Regions from separate parts of the Mus musculus genome. Here region 2 is linked to region 1. Evidence: chromatin contacts called from public HiChIP or PLAC-seq data. All regions are on one chromosome and are shown on one strand. The core of a region is the stretch at or near the end of the contact, and the rest is flanking DNA. Distances in the headings are between cores, read along the strand shown.

What was found. HiChIP or PLAC-seq counts read pairs in DNA pulled down with a chosen protein or histone mark.
Region 2: an H3K4me3 HiChIP or PLAC-seq map of intestinal villus epithelium shows a contact between it and region 1, with 5 read pairs. The contact joins the promoter of Atp10b here to the enhancer-like site in region 1. A contact is called at or near these places in 4 of 39 promoter capture datasets (3T3-L1-derived adipocytes, hippocampal neurons and liver), 1 of 115 datasets of contacts at active chromatin or transcription factors (intestinal villus epithelium) and 3 of 9 other capture datasets (embryonic stem cells, liver and pancreatic islet).

What each region holds. Positions count from the first base shown.
Region 1 is chr11:43,021,101-43,027,560 of GRCm38.p6, reverse strand. It overlaps a transcript of Atp10b not described here. Among named protein-coding and RNA genes, the nearest start is that of Atp10b, 130 kb to the left of the region's middle. Within about 2 kb of position 3,815, at least 6 of the 459 cell types and tissues checked have an H3K27ac peak or open chromatin away from gene starts, as enhancers often do. A contact at or near this core is called in intestinal villus epithelium, where this site is marked.
Region 2 is chr11:43,145,738-43,152,197 of GRCm38.p6, reverse strand. Atp10b (ATPase, class V, type 10B) reads right to left here and starts at 2,321. Exons shown (of 23, transcript NM_176999.3): 1 at 2,246-2,321; 2 at 309-606. The coding sequence starts at 583.

The DNA.
Region 1 (6,460 bases), core at 2,566-5,065:
AAATATATCATTGTTTTGAAACATAGCAGAGCTTCTAAAGTATGATTAAGTCTCTCCGTGAAATTATAGTAAATAAACAGTTTTTTTTCCTGCCTGTCATTAAAATATAATTTGTTGTTAGTGACACTCTCTCAAGTTAATAACCCCTAGCACAGAAGCCATCCTACAGAAAACACAGACATTGCCTTCAGAGGAGGAATGTAAATGGATACAATTTATTACTTTAAAAATAAATATCATCCAATCTGCTTCATGCCTTAGCCACAAAGAACCTTTTCTGAGTTATTTCCCCATGATTAGTCTCATTCTTGCCTTGAGGACATCCCTGTACTTACTATAAGTTTACTAGAATGGATTAACTACTCCTGTTCCCCAAAATGTTAAATGTCTCAAACATGTGCTCAGAGTTATCAGAGCCACACTCTTCCACATCAGGATTTGGTGACGCACACTCGGATTGTGGGCACAATTAGAAACTGAGATCTCTTACTCAACCTCATGTTAGAGTTATAGGATTATGTTGAGATTTAAAGACAACTTTGTTTGTCTCTCTGCCATGCACTTTAAAGCCTTGAGTTTCTAAAGAATACTTTATTAATTCATAATGCATTTTCTGCTTTCTGTAGTATCCATTTGAAAAATTGCATGGGACGGTTGGTACAAGATATTCTTTCTAGATTTTTTAAAAATAATTAAAAAAAATTCTTTTCTTATATATTATACCTTGACCAAAGTTTCCCCTCCCTCCCATCCCTACAGCCTTTTTCCCCTTTCTCCTCTCTCCCAGATCTCTGCGACCTCACCTCTCTCCCAGATTTCCACATCTTCCCTTAGAAAAGCAGGCCTCCCATGGACATCAACCAAACATGGCATAACAAACTATAAGACTAGGCACATACTATGACATCAAGGCTGGACAAGGTAACCAAGGAGGGGGAAATGGGTCCAAGAAATAGGCAAAAGGGTTTCTCAGAAAATTGGAAATCTATATCAAGACATGTCATTGTCTTGGGCCTGCCTCCCAGGTCATGCCACTCCTTTGGCATATAGCCAAAGGACACTTCATCCTATCAGATCCCATCACATCCTATCACATCCTAACACATCCTAACACATCCTATCACATCACATCACTTACTCAGCTATGTTCATAGCATTTCACTCGTAATAGCCAAAAATTGGAAACAACCTAAGATGTTCCTTGACCAAAGAATGGAAAAACCAAAACTAACCAACCAAACAAACAAAAACCCAACACATTTACACAATGGAGCATTATGCAGCTGTTAAAAGCAATGACATCGTATCATGATTGGAATTTTCTTATATTGGATATGTTACTCATGGGTATAGAATTTATCCTCAGGGAATGTAAGCAGTCAGGCCTAAATAGATCATCAGAATGAGGAGTGGAATCAGCTCTTAAATTATAAAGTGAAAATGAGAAGAATCTCAACAGGTAAACCTTCATCTGTCAGGCAAGATCAACTGCCTCCACTTTCATGGCTAAGTACCATTCTACATCTGCTCAGAGAACCTCACATTATTCACCGGAGACTTTCAACATCTAGAATTGGAGTAAAACAAGCACTATAATGATGCCAAAGAAACATTAAAAAAAAAAAAAGAATGTGTTTTTAATAAATGGTACTAGTTTGCTGGATAATAAGTTTTAAAGAACATTATTTTGCAAATTAAAATAGATTCAACTTATTTTTTATGTGCAAAAGAAACTAAATTAATATTCAAAATGTACATAAAACCTTTGCCAGCATCAGCAGGAAATATGGGCTAAATTTCTCTAATTTGGACCTATAAAGTAATTATAACTAAAAGTCTAGATATGAAAACAGTAATAAATTCACTATATGTGGCAAACCATCTTGAGATGAGTCAAAAGACCAATTGCAAATGGAAAGTATTCCCAGCATACCATAGAACAAGATGAATGTCCTTAACATATAAAATGAATTAACACTAGTGAGAGAAATGACTGATAACTGTTGACAAATGGGCAGAGGGAATAAATACAAAATGTATAAAATGATAAAGACATGGGTCTTGATTTATATGAGAGGGCAACCAACTTTACTTACAGTGATACAAATTCTGGCTACAACTGACTGACATGTTATTGCTCATTGTTCAGACTGACAAAACCTCAGAGCTTGACACTACAGTCTGCTCAGTGGGCTATGAGGAAACAGGCTTCAGTAGGCACTGGTAGGAGGAATACAACATAAAGAAACACACAGTCTTTACTGAGGGAACTTTGGCCATTAGCTACTTAAAAAAGGGCCTCTCTCTCTCTCTCTCTCTCTCTCTCTCTCTCTCTCTCTCTCTCTCTCTGTATGTATACCATACATATGTGGAAGTCAGATAGCAACTTTAAGGCTCGATTCTCTCCATCTACTATAAATTCTGAATTAAATTCATGCCATCAGACCTGGGGGCAAGCTCCTTTACTTGCTGGGCCATATCATTGGCTCTACACTAATGACTATAGTAAAATGTCCCTCTCAACCCAGCAATTCCAGTTCTAGGAATTTATACTGAAGACACAGTCTCAATAGGGAGACATGTCACCATTCTACTCATTCCAATGGCATCTGTAGAAACTGCTGGAACATAGGAGACTGTGAGCATAGGTGACTGGCTAAATAAATGATAGGACATGCATTCATTGATCCATTTATCACCTAGCTATGAGTAAACAGGGCAAATGGTTCAGTAGAGTGATCTTGGAGAATCATTATTAAATGAAAAAAAAAAGCTTTTTTTTTTTTTAAACAAAGTTCTCACACATTACTTTGTATAAAAGACAGAGGGGTAAGAGAAAATATATACACATCTACTTATGTTTATAGCAAGAAAGAGAGGAAAAATAAGACACAGAAGTACTTTGGCTAGTGGCATGTAGTAGGAACAGTGGAGCAGTGTTTCAGGCCACTGTGACACTTCTCTGAGCATACTTTGTGTATAAATTTTGATCTGGAGAAGTGTGTCAACTCTCTGAGACCCAGCAAAGGTAGAAAACCTAAGACTACCAGCATCAGATAGACATTATATGGACATGTTTACTCATGTATAAATCATCAAATTATATGCTTAAAATTAGTTCTCAGTGTGTATGTGATAAATAAAATGTTATATAAAGTCAATGAATCTGAACAACAAACTTAATGGATTTCACATCAGATCTTGAACCCTCTTTGAAGTAGAAGCCAAACTAAATGTAGTGCTCCTATATACCCAAGGAGGACATATTCTAAGATCCTATAAAGAAGTATAGTAATAAATACTGTATATATTCTACTTTACATACATATTAATTATATAGTATACTTTATAAATTATGTACTATAAAAATCAATAACAAAATCAACTAATCATAACATTCTGCTTTATAAGGTTTATTTAAAATCTATTGATTATTTCTGAAATTTTCTATATAATATTTTTGGATTGTAGTCAAATGATGTAACTATGATTTATTGGAAGATGGAATGACAGATAAGGGACTACTGTCCTTTTCTTGTTCTTCAGCACAATATTTACTAGTATGTAATTATGAGTTTATGTTTCCACATCTCTGGCTAGATTGGGAAATTTGGAAGGACATGGACATCTCTTATTTGTTGCTAATTCCATAATGATTCAAACGTGATATATGGAAGGTATCTAGTTTTTGCTTAAGTAAAAAAGAGGCAGGAAGGGTCTAGACAAATGACTCAGTGGTTAATAGTGGTTACTGCCCTTGAAAAGGATCAGAGTGCGGTTCCTAGCACACACATTTTAAGTGACTCACAGATACCTGTGACTTAAGTTTCAGGAGTATCTGACATCATCTCCTGGTCTCCATGGGCACCTGTGCTACTACTCATAGCTACACTCTCCCCTCCTTCTCCTCTACAAGTTCTCTCTCTCTCTCTCTCTCTCTCTCTCTCTCTCTCTCTCTCTTTCTCTTTCACACACTCATACACACACATGCACACACACAGACACAAATAGAGTAAGGGGCAGCAGTTGTGGGAAGCAAAGCACAGGCTGCTGAGAGTTCCCTGGCATGGGTCACTATGTAACACAAGGCAAAGAACAATGATCTAAGTCCTAAAGATAAGATACTGAGAGCCAGACACTCTGGGTTCTAATTTTGGCTCCACCTCTTCCTTCCACATCATGATGGATAAGCTGGTTAATCTGCATGGTCATACCACACAGCTAAATGATAAATGTAAATGACCCTCTATAGGCATTGGACCAGCATTGGCAGATAGTAAGAACTCAGTGAGTAATATATAGTCTGGTGATTTCCAACATGATTACCTTAATTCCTAGAACCACTGGTAAAGCCATGACATTGCATTCTTAGATAAGGAAACTAGAGCACATGGGAAAAGAATTTTAACCCTTGCCCTACTCAAAGATTTTCAGTTAAATGTCTACTGAATCAAGTGAAACAGTTCCAACAGAAGTCTGAGCCTCTTTAATAGGCAGTTATATGAAAGTCAACACACAACTTTATATTCTGATTAGGGGGATATTTTTCATTATTATTTTCTTATTAATGTCTTAGGTGTCTGGATTAGCAATCATGCCATAAGCAATAAATAAGCTGATGAGTGCAGTCTCTGACATCATAGCATGAAAATGTGATATAATCCCTTAGACATGGCTTTACCCTCCAAAGGGCCCCACATCCCAGTGTACTTGCCACGGCATGTGGAGAGGGGAACCTGGCATCTGCCAAGGAGATTTCATTCTCTCCAACTGGGTTTCTATTTTGTACAAGACCAAAGAAACATGGTGTTCCATTTTTTTTACTTCTTAAATAGAGTAAGTAGTCAAGAAAGTCCCTAGAGAAGTAACAAGATCTGATTGAATTTTTCAATTTTTTTTCTGTTATTCTATCAAGTTCACTTGACAGCAGAGGACAAACTGCCTTTCAAACACTGTAAGTGAACGCATCAGTGATTCCGAAGGAAAAACGCAGGTTATTAAGTGGGAACAAGTCTCTCTGAATATATTTACACCAACTCAGAGAAACCATTGTCCTCAGAAACCTCTGTGACAATCAATTTTCTAGTCTCCTTAATGCTTTAAGTCTGACAGATGATAATAAAATACAGTGAAATTACCTTTGAGCTCTGAAATGTACATCAGTCTCCACATTCTTCATGTCTTGATATTTTATTTTTCAAACACAGCCATCTATTTTCAATGTTATTCCCAAGCACTTGAATTTGATGTCAGGGGAATAGAGCTACTGGTACTAAAGTCATACTCATAGGGAATACAGAATCTATTGTCTGTGTATGTGTATACCTTTGTACAATGCACATACACCAACAGATATTAAGAATTACCAGAACCTAGAACCTTATTGCTCTCTTTATTATCATGACAAATTAACAAATAAAATGTACTCTGAAGATCATAAACTGGCTTTTGAATCAGGTTTGCCATCAGAACCAAGCCTAGTTGGGGAGCTAGTGTAAGTTGGTGGCTGCTGGTGGAGTGGAATAAGTCAGTTTCCTTCAGGGATGTGGATCCTGGTAAGATGCTCATGTTCTTAGGTGGATGGTGCCACACCCATGTGCATATGAGCAGTACCAATAGGACTTAGTGGGTTATAAGAAAAGATAGAGGGATATGGGAGAGGGAGGAGTTTGGGAGGATAGGAGGAATAAAGGAGTGGATATAATCATAATAATTAAAGTATATTGTATACATGTATGAAATTCTCAATGAATAAATTTTTAAAAGGCATGTTTGAGGCAATGTGTATTTGGCAAGGACCTAATGAATTCTGAGGCCTATAACATCCATATTTGATGTCAGTCTTCCTCCTGCTTCTATGATGGCAGTATCACTGTCCCTTGAAAGATGAGAAAACATAGAATAAGGAAATAACACAGGGTTGAGGAGACAACTCCATTGATAAGAGTGTTTACTGCTCGAGCATGAGGACCTGGGTTTGATCTCTAGAACATGTATAAAAACAGCCAGGGTGATGAGTGCTTGTAATTCAAGTATTGTGGAGGTAGAGACAGATGGATCAGGGAGGCTAGCTGGCTAGCTAACCTAACATAATTGTGAATTCCAGGTCCCAGTGAAAGATCCCTCTTGAAATAACCAAACAATAAAAAATGAACAACAACAAGAATAAGGTGAATGGCTCCTGATAACTCCTGTGGTTTACCCCTTGTCTTTAAGCACAAACACACACACACATCCAACACACACAGAGAGAGAGACAGAGAGAGACAGAGAGAGACAGAGACAGAGAGACAGAGACAGAGAGACAGAGAAAGAGAGACAGAGACAGAGAGATAGAGAGAGAGAGAATGAATTACACAGATAACAAAAGGTTGGAAATTGTGGAATGGTATCAACATAAATGAGGCTTTCTTCAATGTCTCAGCCCCCTTTATAGCTGGTACAATATTTCAATTGTCTT
Region 2 (6,460 bases), core at 1,072-3,571, 130 kb before region 1:
GTTTACCAAATTCACACTGTAAAGTACCACATACCTTTCTTTGCAAGTATTTTTTTTTCTAGTTATAGAATTAAGTCAATTTGGCAATTTAAAAATTAATGTATCTCCTTCACTAAATGGGGCAAACAATGAGTTCAGTCTCTTCTTTCCATATATGTTTACTACGCAAACACATGATGTGATAAGTCAACACTTGATAAATGAGAGGAGCTTGTTCCATATGTACATTTGGATATCAAAGAGAACTGCATCATCTCAGCAGCAATGCTAGGCCATGGTATATATTGTTGGGAGACCCAGCTGCATACCTATGAAACTGCTCAAAGAGATTCTGGGGCAGGAAGGTGAGGAGAGTGTACTTGGTTGTACAGATGCTGTTGCCTGGGTACCTCCTGCAGACCTTCTTCCAGTCCTGGTGACACATGCTGTTGTTGGGGTATACGACCCGCTGCTCTGCTGTGTTGTGGCTCTGTCTGTCTGTCTCTGGAGAAAGCAGTGGTGTGGTTTCTGATGGAGATTGGGAGAAGCCATCTTGGGTTCGCCATTTCCATCGGAGCCAAGAAAAGTCAAGAGAGCAAGTCATTTCTGGGATCAGGTGACAATAGTCTGCAAACACACAGGAAGTTGCTGTGATCAGGAGAGCTGAGTGGAATGTGAACACAAGAAGTCACTATGGTAAGGAGGATAATACAACATGGCATCTCTTCTTTTGTACATGTAGAGTTCAATCTTAGAAAAATAGAAAAAGTTCCTGCGATGCATCTGTTTTAAGGTCAGATACATTAAGTAAACAATAAAAAAAAATTATACAACTACCACAAGGATCAGCATTGTGAAAGCAAGTGATGGTGTCAGTGTGGCAGTTGTTGATGACATGGTTGATGATGTCATGGAAAAGCCAAATTGTGGTCTGCAAAGATGGGATGCTAGGAGGCTAAATTTGGCTCATTCTTAACAGTAAACGTTCTCCATTCACCTTGTTCATCTTCAACATAAAAAGAAGAAAGAGGGGCTAGAGAGATGGCTTAGTGCTTAAGAGTGCAGTTCTTACAGAGAACCCAGGTGAGTTCAGTTCCCAGCCATCAGATGGCTGCCAATTACATGCAAATCCAGTTTCAGGGGATCTGATAGTCTCTTCTGGGCTCTGTAGGTACTAGGTATACACATCATATACATACATACATATATACATTCAAGCATGTACATATAGACACATGATATAAAAATAAAGAAACCTTTAAAATAATGAATTGGCTTTTAAAAAATGAAGAAAGCTATTTTTACCATCCTTTGCTCATGTGGTTAATTTAAATTTTTAATGTATATGTATAGATATGTATTTTACCAGCATATTTGTCTGTGTACCATTTATGTGTCTGGTGCCTGAAGAGGCCAGAAGAGGTTATTGGATGTCCTGGAACTAAACTTACAGACAGTTGTTAGTCACTATGTGAGTGTGAGGATTGAACCTAGGTCCTCTGGAAGAATAATCATATTCCTAATACTATCCATGTAGGAACAAATTTGAGAGGAACAAATTGGGAAGTACATAAAATTGTGTTGACATATTTTAAGACAAAATGAGAAATGTTTATATTTTAAATACTTTTTAATTGAATTTTTAAAAAAATTAGTTAACATATGGCTGGACGGTGGTGGTAGACACTTTTAGTTCTAGCACTTGAGAGAGAGAGGCAGGAGGATCTCTGTGAGTTCAAAGCCAGCCTGATTTAAAGAGAGAGTTCAAAGATAACCAAGCCTACACAGAGAAATCCTGTCTTGAAAAACCAAGAACCAAAAATTAAATTAAATTAAGTTAAAAAGTTAGCATACTATGTAATGGGTTTTATTATAACATTTTTATCCATATATGTCAACATGCTTTGTTTTAATTGCTCCACCCACTCTCTCTCTGCATGCCCTATGTACTTCCCCCTTCTGGTCCACTCCTTCTCCCTCCAGAGTTGCCTCCTTCAATTTCCATGTCACATGGATTCCATTACCAAGAGTTCTTTAGTCTTTAGGATTTCTTTGGCTATGAACATTTTAACCTTACAAAATTTCAGAGCAGGACATCAAATGGATGGGTCTGGGGACATAGCTTGTAGGCAGAGTACAAAAAGCAAGAGGCATTGGGTTCCACCAAACATAAACCTATTCCTTAGTTAAGGTTTTACTGCGGTGAACAGACACCATGGCCAAGGCAAATATTATAAAGGACAACATTTAATTGGGGCTGGCTTACAGGTTTAGAGGTTCAGTTCATTATCACCAAGGCAGGAGAATGACAGCATCCAGGCAGGCCTGGTGCAGGAGGAGCTGAGAGTTCTACATCTTCATCTGAAGGGTGTTAGGAGAATACTGGCTTCCAGGCAGCTAGGATGGGGTTTTTAAGCCCACATCCACACTGACATACCTACTCCTACAAGGCTACACCTACTCAAACAGGGCTACACCCTCTAACAGTGCCACTCCCTGGGCTGAGCATATACAAACCATCACAACCTGGTATAGAGGGCATTCGTCCATAATCCCAGCACTCAGGAGACAGGCAGGAGGACTAGCAGTTCAATGTCATTATCAACTATACAACAATTTGAATGGCAGCCTAGTAGGTTTTATAGGTTCTCTCTCTCTGCGTCTCTGTGTCTCTGTGTCTCTCTCCTTTTTCTTTCTATCTTTCTGTTTGTTGTTGCTGTTGCTGGTATTTCAATGAGAATGGAAAGTGGAACAGCGCAGAAAGATACTTTTCAAGGACACCTGGACATGCAGTGACTAGGCTGTGGTGACCACTGCTTGTATCATAAATGTAAGCTGGTCTTTTCTATCATCTTTGTCTTGGGGATTATAATTCCATTTGGTATATCTCACACCTGAGTGCCTGGCCAAGAAGATATTCTTCCTAGATGGCTGATTTGATTGTTACTATATTTGGATTAAGACATGTCTAGGGTAGCAGTTCTCAACCTGTGGGCTGTAACTCCTTTGTCAAACCTCTGATTCCAAAAATATTAACATTATGATTTATAACAGAAGCAAGGTTATAGCTATAAAGTAGCAATGAAACAAACAATTTGTGCTCCATAATATAGGAGTTGTATTAAATAAATGCAGCATTCAGAAGACTGGGAAGCACTGTTCTGAGGGATGCCTGGGCACCGATGGCTCCGGCTCCGGCTTGATGCATTTGCACTGTGACAGTATTATTGTGGGGTGGTGAAAAGTAGGAGGCCAAGCCTCTTTGCAGATAACGTAAGTCTCTGGGCTGTGACTTGTTTTGGCCTCAGCCTGTGTAATCTTCTCTTTTTGCTTCCTATCCATCAGAATAGGAAGAAGAGAGGCTGGGGCCCAGCTCTAGTGGTTTTAGAACCTGAAGGAGGATGTATGGAGTCTGTGAAAGACTTGGACGGAGAAGAGCAGTTCATACACTCTGGCACGGAGACAGCTCAGTTTACCTCTATTCCCATATCTATTTTTTTTCCACAGCTGAAAAGTTTTATATTAATTTTTTTATGAACAACCTCTTTTAAGGACCTCCTACATTTGCAAATAATGTGCACACTGTACTTTTCCCTTCCTTCTCTTCCTCAATCCCTGCTTTTTTCTGGTAACCCATAATCCACTTGGCCTCAGCAATCAGTTAATATTTAACCCAGAACACAGGTACATAGCCAAGTGTCTGTAGTTGGCAGCAATTGCAGTTACAGTATAAAGAAGTGATAGGCTACATATCCAGGAAATTCGGACTTATTTATTGGTACCTACTGTCTCCCCACATCCTGATCAGGAGATCTAGTTCCTTTAATGCCAAGGGCTCCCAGCAAATTAGTAACCTGAGACAGTTCCTCTCTCTTGTTTTAGCATCTCTGAGTGTTCTCATTTATTCTTGGAACCAATGATCCAGCAAGACCTTTCTCAATTTTTGATAATCACCTAACTGTTGTTTGGAACAGTTGCGTGGGCAAATTGTTGTCCGAGCCAAGTTCCTATCGGGAGAGAACATCTGGCCATCAGCTGACATACCCAGACAAGCTCTGGTGTTGACTCAACCAAATCATCCTTATTAACAAGCAAAGGAGTTAATAAGGATCTCTTCTGCTCCCACAATCCTCAGAGATGAACAAGAGTGAATCATGGCTGGAGCTTTCTTTTTCTGATTCTAGGGAAACGTCTGTCACAGACAAAGTGTCAGTAAAAACTGCCAATAGCAGAGCCAAAAATCTGCAAACACAAGGCAAAAGTGAACCAAGAAATCCCTCTGGAAAGGCCAGGAGATTCTGGCCTCACAGGTTCTTGCCTTGAGGGGACCCAGCTCTTCAGGCCTTAACTTTGCTTGACATTTATAGGCCCTTTCTGGAAGAGGCTTGGCCACTGTCAGAACTTTTACACAGTGCTCCCTCCACCACAAAGTTCTGCCCAAGCACATGGAGTTTGGTGGTTTGAATGTGAACAGCCCCCATGGGCAAATATTTTAGAATACAGTCTCTGGTTGGTAGAATTATTTAATGACTATCTCCCTGCTGACAAGCTCCTGGCCATGGTGATCATGGGCTCTAATGCTCTGGGAACTGGAGCCCCAAATTAAATGCTTCTTTTGTAAGTGGCCTTGGTCATGCATGGCAATAGGACCGGAGCCAAACAACCTTGGACTGAACTCCATGAGCCAAAAAGAGGCTGCTTTGCAGAAGTTGTTTTTGTTGGGTATTTTGGTCCCAGTCACTCAAAGGTGACCAGCAATTGTAGAGTATGGTGCTTAGCATCAGATTTCCCTGCTGCCAGGCTCGTTAACAGAATCCACAACTAAACCCTCAAAGTTCCTCCACACCAATTTACTTAACATCCTAGAAGCAAATTATCTCAAAGTTATACTTTGTGAAGTTAGAAGCTGTATATAATGGTCTTTTTCATGTACTGGGCTCATGGGATTATTTTTTCTTGAATAAATACATGACTTAATGTCAGTTGTTATTAATCTTACAGTGAACAACCCAGGCTGCTATTGAAAATCTGATCACTTAGCAGGAGAAAAAAAAGCTCCATGTGTAGTTTAAATGATAATACTTTACTTTCCTGATGCTCACATGACCTGGTCTTCGTCCTTACTCTCCTCAGGGCTTTGATCAATCTGAATATTTTTTTTTCAATCTATAGACCCGAGAGCAGTAGGGAGTTCTTCAGAGACTACATAAACCCCTGTATTAGCTATGAAAAAAATTATGTAATTACAGATGCCCATCATAATGGGACCAAAAGCAATATTATGACATTTTGGAAGCCAGAAAGAAGTGTGTATCTTTTTTCTCATTACAAAAAGATGTTCTTTTCATGGGTTCCTTTTGATTGCAAAGGCAAAGGAAATGAAAAGATAATTCATGAACAGAGTTGAAAATGCAAATGAGAAATCTTGCCTTGGCTAATGCTATACATACCAGAGACCTCTCTCTTTTCGGTGGTAAGGCTTTTTAAAAATAAAGACATTGGACTGATACAGGAGATGCAGGTATTTGTTTGTGGGGTATTTTTAAACTCCTCTTTGTCAAAATTCCATTTTTATTTTTATTTTTAATAACAGACTGGGCCTTGAGGTACAGGGCCATAATCCTAGCCACTCAAGAGCCTGAAGAAGGTGGACCACAATGTTAAGACTTACCTGGGCTATAGCAGAGGTTCAAGGCCAGCTCAGGCAAGTTAGAGAACTTCAGCCACAAAACCAAAGTTAAAATCAGGGATTAGAAGAGGAATGGAGCATAGTGGTGCAGGGCTTGCTTAACACCTGTGAGACCCTGGACTTAATTCCTACAAATATGTTAAGAAAGAAGTATGATACTCTTCCTTACAAATATAGCGGATGAGAGCCGGGATGCTGGCCATTCAGAAGCTTTCTGCCTTGCGTTCATGAAGGTCTTGGAGTTAATCTCCAGCATTGGGGAGGGGAGGGAAAACAGATATGAACAATGGGTGTCAAATTAATGAAGGAAAGTTTGATATTGAATTGGATACTTTCATAATTTTAAAGAATAATAACATTGAGAAACTTTGACATCTTGTGCCTTTTTGATAGGATATAAAGAGAACGTGACATCACTTATGAGTCAGAAACATTATTTTAAAAACCCTCAAATTAAGGGTTAGTTCACAAAATTAGTAGCCTGTGCTTTTTAAAGTGTCACAGATCAAAGAAAGCCATGGAACTGATGGTGGGAGAGGGACATATAAAAGCTAAATAGAATATTATTCTGAATGGGACTTTTGGCTGGAGGGTAGGAGATACATGAATTATAAGAAGCAGGGCATGGTGGATCATACCTAATATCCTAGCACTGAGAAGACTGAGACTGAGACAAGAGAAATATTTAGAGTTCAAAGTCAGCCTGAGATACATGGCCAGCACCTGTCTCAACAACAACAAACAACAAAATCAAAACAAATCCTAAAGAAATAAAGACTTGCTTCCATAAAT